Linked DNA regions of Mus musculus: region 1 is linked to region 2. The links are chromatin contacts, called in public HiChIP or PLAC-seq maps. All regions are on one chromosome and are shown on one strand. The core of a region is the stretch at or near the end of the contact, and the rest is flanking DNA. Distances in the headings are between cores, read along the strand shown.

Region 1 (2,925 bases), core at 25-2,524, 190 kb after region 2:
CTGGGAGATATGCCCTGAAGAGGTGTATTCTAGATCTTGACACCAAGCGGTACACAAACGCTGTTCCCCTAGGGAACGTGCATTCTAGTCAGGGCAGGCAATACATGCAATAAGCTTGGCAAAGCAGCGGGATGGGTAGAAAAACCATGTAGGGGAGATAGGGAGTTCGGACTTTAAAAGTCTGTAAGCTGCTGGTCAAGGGACTTTGAGAAAGGGGTTTAAAAGGTAAAGAATGAAACGAATGAGTATCTGCAGGAGGCGTGTGACAGAGAGGGAACATGGTAGAGGCCTTGAGTGCATTTCAGGCATAGTCAAGGGAGCATGTGGCTGGAGCAGAGAGCAGAAGGAAAAGCCAGAGAGGTGCTGGGGGTAGATCGTGCAAGGCTGTACAGCTGGGGGTAGATCGTGCAAGGCTGTATAGCTGGTGGGTAGATCGTGCAAGGCTGTATAGCTGGGGTGGGGGGGGGGGGATAGATAGTGCAAGACTGTAATGCTGGGGGTAGAAGCGGGTGAGAATCATCCCAAACTGAGAGGGCATGAACATGCCTCAAGGAAACAGAGAGATCTGGATGTTAAATCAAAATGGGGACCACACTTTGAATATTAAAATGAAAGAGTCAGCCAAGCAAAAGCAAAGACTGGGTCTCAGGTTGGCACAGAGGCACATCTAGTTCTTGGCTTCCCTTCCCATCTTAGCCTGCATCATCTCCTACAAATCTTATAGCCTGAGCTTCATCTACGCTGAACTTGCCAAGTTCCCTGCTGACTGGGTCAGTGGGGCTCAGGGTACACATCCCACAGAGGGTCAGCTTCAGCAAAGTGTGGCTTTAGCCTGGAAAACAACAACAAAACCAAAGGATTGACTGGAATCTATTAATCTACTGAGGCCAAGAGGGGAACATTTAAAATAAGGTCTTTAAAAAAAGAAAAAAGTGTTGAAGCCTAGAGCAGTCTATGCATAATTCTGCAGAAAGCCAGGAAGAGATGACCTCAGAAAATGTTCACTCAAAGCTCTGACTCCATTTCCTGTGTGTTCTCTCATCCTATTAGGAATCAGAACAGCTGGGTGTCTTTATTACTGAGATTTAAAAGCCACATTTAGGAGACCCCCTCCCAGAAGAGCACATGAGTCAGGTGATGAGCCACTCACGAGTCATAGGAAACAGGCAGCGTTGAAAATTTAACACACACACACAACTCTCCCCCACCCCCAAACCCACAGAAACTATCCACAGCTTCCTGTCACAGGAGATGTGACTCACGTCTCTGGAGGGGTACACATACCTTATTATAGTGGCGGAAGAAAACGTGTCTCCATCAGATGTCTCCCCCAACACCCTCTGCACAGAGCAGTTCTTTGGTGAAAATCCTTTGAAACTTACAAAGTAATTTCTGTCTTTGTGGTTGGGCCATATTGCTATGGTTTGTTCTCACCACAATGACTCTTAATTTAAGGAGCAAAATGACGGCAATAAATCCTTTAACTATATTCAGCTGAATACAGAGTCAAGTTGGGGATGAATGGAAAGAGAAGGCCCTTGGCTGACCTAGCCTGTGGACCTCCCAGAAACTGCTCCCACACTCCAGGGACGCCCCAGCAGGCACACAGAGAAAAGGGTCCCAAGCTGGCATCTTTGGTTCCAGTGGATTCCTTTCTCCTATAAATGAACTTTTTTTTTTCCTTGACTGTAGATAAGGGGGTTAGAAATGAGGGAAGGAGGATGGAAGGAAGAGGGGATTACAAAATACTTGGCATTGATTTGAATCTGAAGCAAAGAAGTTTGAATTAAATGCACCCACAAACTTGCAGAGCATAGTTGTTGATTTTGTTCTTAAATGAAGAGCAAGACGGAGCGAGTGGCGGGGAGCCGTGGTGACCTCATTTCCGAACTCACTAAATTATTCAGTAACAAGAATTAGAGGGGGAAATAGAGATAGAATACAGACAAAGGAGAGAGGTGGATGAAATGTCAGCAAGGATATTGGAAAAGTTCATAAACGGATCATACTATTAACTGTCTGCCTAAAAAATTCTATAATATAAATCTATAAACAATATACATATATATGTGTATATATGTATATACACACACACACAAATATAGATGTGTATATATTTTTCATCTGGGCTAACAATGCTCTTTCCAAGAGCCAAAGACCACCTCCACCTAAGGAAACCCCCACATCAGGCTTTAGAAGACCTCTTTTGAGTTGTTGGTCAGGATTATCTGAGGCATTCCCAAAACTCTATGGACTATTGTTATTTTCCTTGGATGCCCTCCAGATGTGGGAGGTAAATCTCTCCTCTTGGTGTCTTGCTATAGACACCATGCACAGGCCCCTAAACTGGAACTGACCCGAATGGTTCTTCCTAAGGGCTAGCCTTCTTGGCACCAGAAGGCACCATGCCAGCTTCCACAGGAGAGAAAGAGCCAGCAATTTTATCCAACTACAGCGCCTATGGACCACAGCAGTGACCTGTGTGGCACAATAACCCTAGGGGAGCATCCTTACTTTGGAGGTAACAGGTCTGTAATTAGACTTAAGACCCCCTCAAGAGGAGGGAATCTTGCCTGATGCTGGAACACTAGCCAGCTGCCCCGGACTAGTGAAGTCATGGATCTTGGAGGAGAAACTACAACCACCCCTTTACCAAACTAGATTAATCTCTAACACTCAAATGTATTCATATACCCACAGAAAAGTGCACGTCTTAGCCCTCATTAATGGGACTTCTCTTTGCAACGGCTAGAGGTTATTACAGAGAAACCACAACCAATCAAAGTGCGGAGTTGTGGAGCCCTGTCACAATGGATAGATCTACAAAAAGGTGTGTCCTTGTTGGAGTAGGTGTGGCCTTGCTGGAGTAGGTGTGGTCTTGTTGAAGTAGGTGTGGCCTTGAAGGAGGAAGTGTGTCACTGCAGG
Region 2 (2,700 bases), core at 160-2,659:
AAGCTATCTTGCCTGCCCAGTCACTGTGATCTCAATTGAAACGTATTCCTTAAGGGGGTGGGGGAATAAAAAAACGCTACTCTGTCTTAGAAAACCTCTTTTAACTGAGCGGATACTTAACAATTCCCTGCCCTTCTTGTTACACCTGCAAAGCAAACTCAAGTCTTACTGGGGACCCAGCAACGCTGACCGGAGGCTCCAGTGATGGGCACAATGCCACCTTCTTTGTTTACACTTTCTCATTCAGTCCATACGACCCTTAAAAACTATGACTGGCTCCCCATCTTCCAGATGAGATATAAAGATATGAGATATGAATGGATTAAAGCACTCTGTCAAGGTTACTGAATCCTTATCAACCGGCCTATTAAAACTTAACATTAGTAAAGATGGAGCCATTTTTACTCCAAGTTGGGCGGCTACCCAGATGTGCCTTCTCTGGGCCTCAGTTTCCCAACCTTGGGAAGATTCAACCATGCTCCAGGTTCTCTTCCAGCCTCAGGCTTGGAGCCTGCTGCAGCTACCCTCAGAGAGGGCGGCTTTGTTTTGAGTGCTCAGCTGCTCTAGCGGGGGCCACCCCGGGCTCTGCCCTGTTTTGTTTCTGCTGCTGGACCCAGTACAGACACAATCCTGGCAGCCAGCGGCATAGCGGAGCCGCAGAGGCTTCCTCCTTCCCCGAACTGCTGGCCGTTTCAGTATGAACCAAAAGGGTGTGCAGGGGCCAACTGGCACGACTGCGCAACTAGCAGCAGGATTCTCCCGGGAGCCACAGAAGCGCGGGCACGCCTTAGGCTCAGCTCGCTGCAAAGGTTGCGTTGGGCATGCAGTCATCGGCGGGGTCTGTGCCCGCTTCCCTCTGGGCAGAGAAGACGGCTTTGGTGACAGGCTGATTACTGGGAGGGAATGAGGCTCTGTGGTTCCATGCCAGCAGCTGACCGCCCAGGGACAGGAGATGGAAATACCGATCAGCAAAAGCCACATCCAAACCTCACAGCCTGGACCTCCGAGTAGGCTGCAGAACCAGCCCTGCCAGACGCTGCCCTCAAGCCATGTCTGGGCCGAGGGAAAGGCTACAGTTGCAGGAAGGAACGAGGGAGGGTGGCTGTACCCTTACGAGCTCTGTGAAGGAGTCCCGGATATGGAGCGGATTCCCGGTTCCTTCCCCTCCCTGCCTCTCCCGTGGCCTAGGACAAGGCTGAGGTCTGGACTGTTCCAATCCTAACTGGATTGTTCAGCGGAGGATCGGTGGGAGTGGTGTTGTGTTTTGTTTTGTTTCGCTACAATTAAGGAAGATTGCTTCATAATCCTTTAAATGTTTTTAGCCAAGCGTTATTTGCATAGCCTGGCCAGCAAACACGTGATTAACACTGCAGAAAGAGAGAAGGCGAAGGGAATGACAAGGCTCTGTGACTCAGGAGGCACAAACAACAACATCTGCACCGAGGAATGAGGAACAGGGACAACTGTCTCTTGCACGAAGAGAACCCAAAACTTGCAAACTGGGAACAGGCTGGGACAAGGAGAAGCTGTGGAAATAGGTTGGAAGAGGCCATCGGTGCTCGCCTGATTCCTCCTTTTCCCTGTCTACCCTCCGAAGGCAAAGCGTTGGATGCCCGTAGCATCTTCAAAACGGGTCCACTGCCCTAGTAATACACGGCAGAGACTTGGTACCATCCCAAACTCCCAGACCAACAAGAAAACCAGCTATGTTTGTGTGGAACTGTATGGAAATTACCAAATGCAGGAGCGTGGCTTTAAAAGGAATGCTGTCATCAATATTTACTGGGTGATGTTAGATCACGCCAAACATCAGTGTGGAAAGGCTACACTACACGGAGGCAGTTAGGATTAATATCACTTCTCAGAAGTGCAATGAATGAGCTGCCACAAAGCCCCAAACCTGATGGTTTTGTTTTTGGTTTTAAAGTAAAAGAAACCTTGGCCTCAAGATTCAGAGTCTTGGAACAATGTCTTCTCATCAAGGAAAACTCATTTCATATTCTCCAATGAGAACTTGGAGATTGTCCAACTCTCAGAACTCTCAGGCTACATATTCATTCATATTTCTCCCCCAACCCCTCTGTGTGTGTGTGTGTGTGTGTGTGTATGTGTGAGCGCGCCTCTCTCTCTCTCTCTCTCTCTCCTATTTCTGGCCAGTCCTTTCATACAGCCATGTCTGACACCCTATTCAAGCCTTGGATCCTCTCTAAGCTTACATTTTCTTATCCTTAATGTTTATTAAACTTTCTATTTTCCCACTTAGTTCTGAGATGAACTATTTGAACTCAAGAGTTGAATGAGATTGTCAGCGGCGGCCTTCCTTTTAACCTTTAAATACCAAGGGCAGCTCAGGCTCTCCCAGAACAACAGTAGTAACAAGATAGTTTTCAAACCGTTTTCCTAGCTCTTTTGGAAAAAGGCAAGCAAAATAACAACAAAACCAACCAAACAAAGGGAGAACTAACTGAACCAGGAAGTCTTAGGAGTGAGGCGAGAAGGCAGTGCCACAGGACAGTGGGCAGAGGTCTTAGCAATCTGCTCTGGACTGAAATGCTCTGCGGCTGAGTCCATTTTTCCTCTGGAAAACGAATCTTCCTGGGATCTTATTCTGCAGTGACCAGGAGTGACTGTCAAAGCTCTGTGAATGGATTTCAGGATGTGTGAGTGGCACCTCCCAACTTTAGCTGGCTACTTTTTTTT

What was found. HiChIP or PLAC-seq counts read pairs in DNA pulled down with a chosen protein or histone mark.
Region 1: an H3K4me3 HiChIP or PLAC-seq map of bone marrow-derived macrophages shows a contact between it and region 2, with 2.6 times the contacts expected there. The contact joins two enhancer-like sites. A contact is called at or near these places in 4 of 39 promoter capture datasets (cranial neural crest, hippocampal neurons, liver and 1 more), 3 of 484 Hi-C or Micro-C datasets (the MC38 cell line, bone marrow-derived macrophages and embryonic fibroblasts) and 3 of 115 datasets of contacts at active chromatin or transcription factors (bone marrow-derived macrophages, fibro-adipogenic progenitors and pancreatic cancer cells).

The regions. Positions count from the first base shown.
Region 1 is chr10:120,615,592-120,618,516 of GRCm38.p6, forward strand. No RefSeq gene overlaps it. Among named protein-coding and RNA genes, the nearest start is that of 4930471E19Rik, 19 kb to the right of the region's middle. Within about 2 kb of position 1,275, at least 112 of the 459 cell types and tissues checked have an H3K27ac peak or open chromatin away from gene starts, as enhancers often do. A contact at or near this core is called in bone marrow-derived macrophages and embryonic fibroblasts, where this site is marked.
Region 2 is chr10:120,427,937-120,430,636 of GRCm38.p6, forward strand. The region is part of intron 3 of Hmga2 (high mobility group AT-hook 2); the gene reads right to left. Among named protein-coding and RNA genes, the nearest start is that of Mir763, 19 kb to the right of the region's middle. Within about 2 kb of position 1,410, at least 124 of the 459 cell types and tissues checked have an H3K27ac peak or open chromatin away from gene starts, as enhancers often do. A contact at or near this core is called in bone marrow-derived macrophages and embryonic fibroblasts, where this site is marked.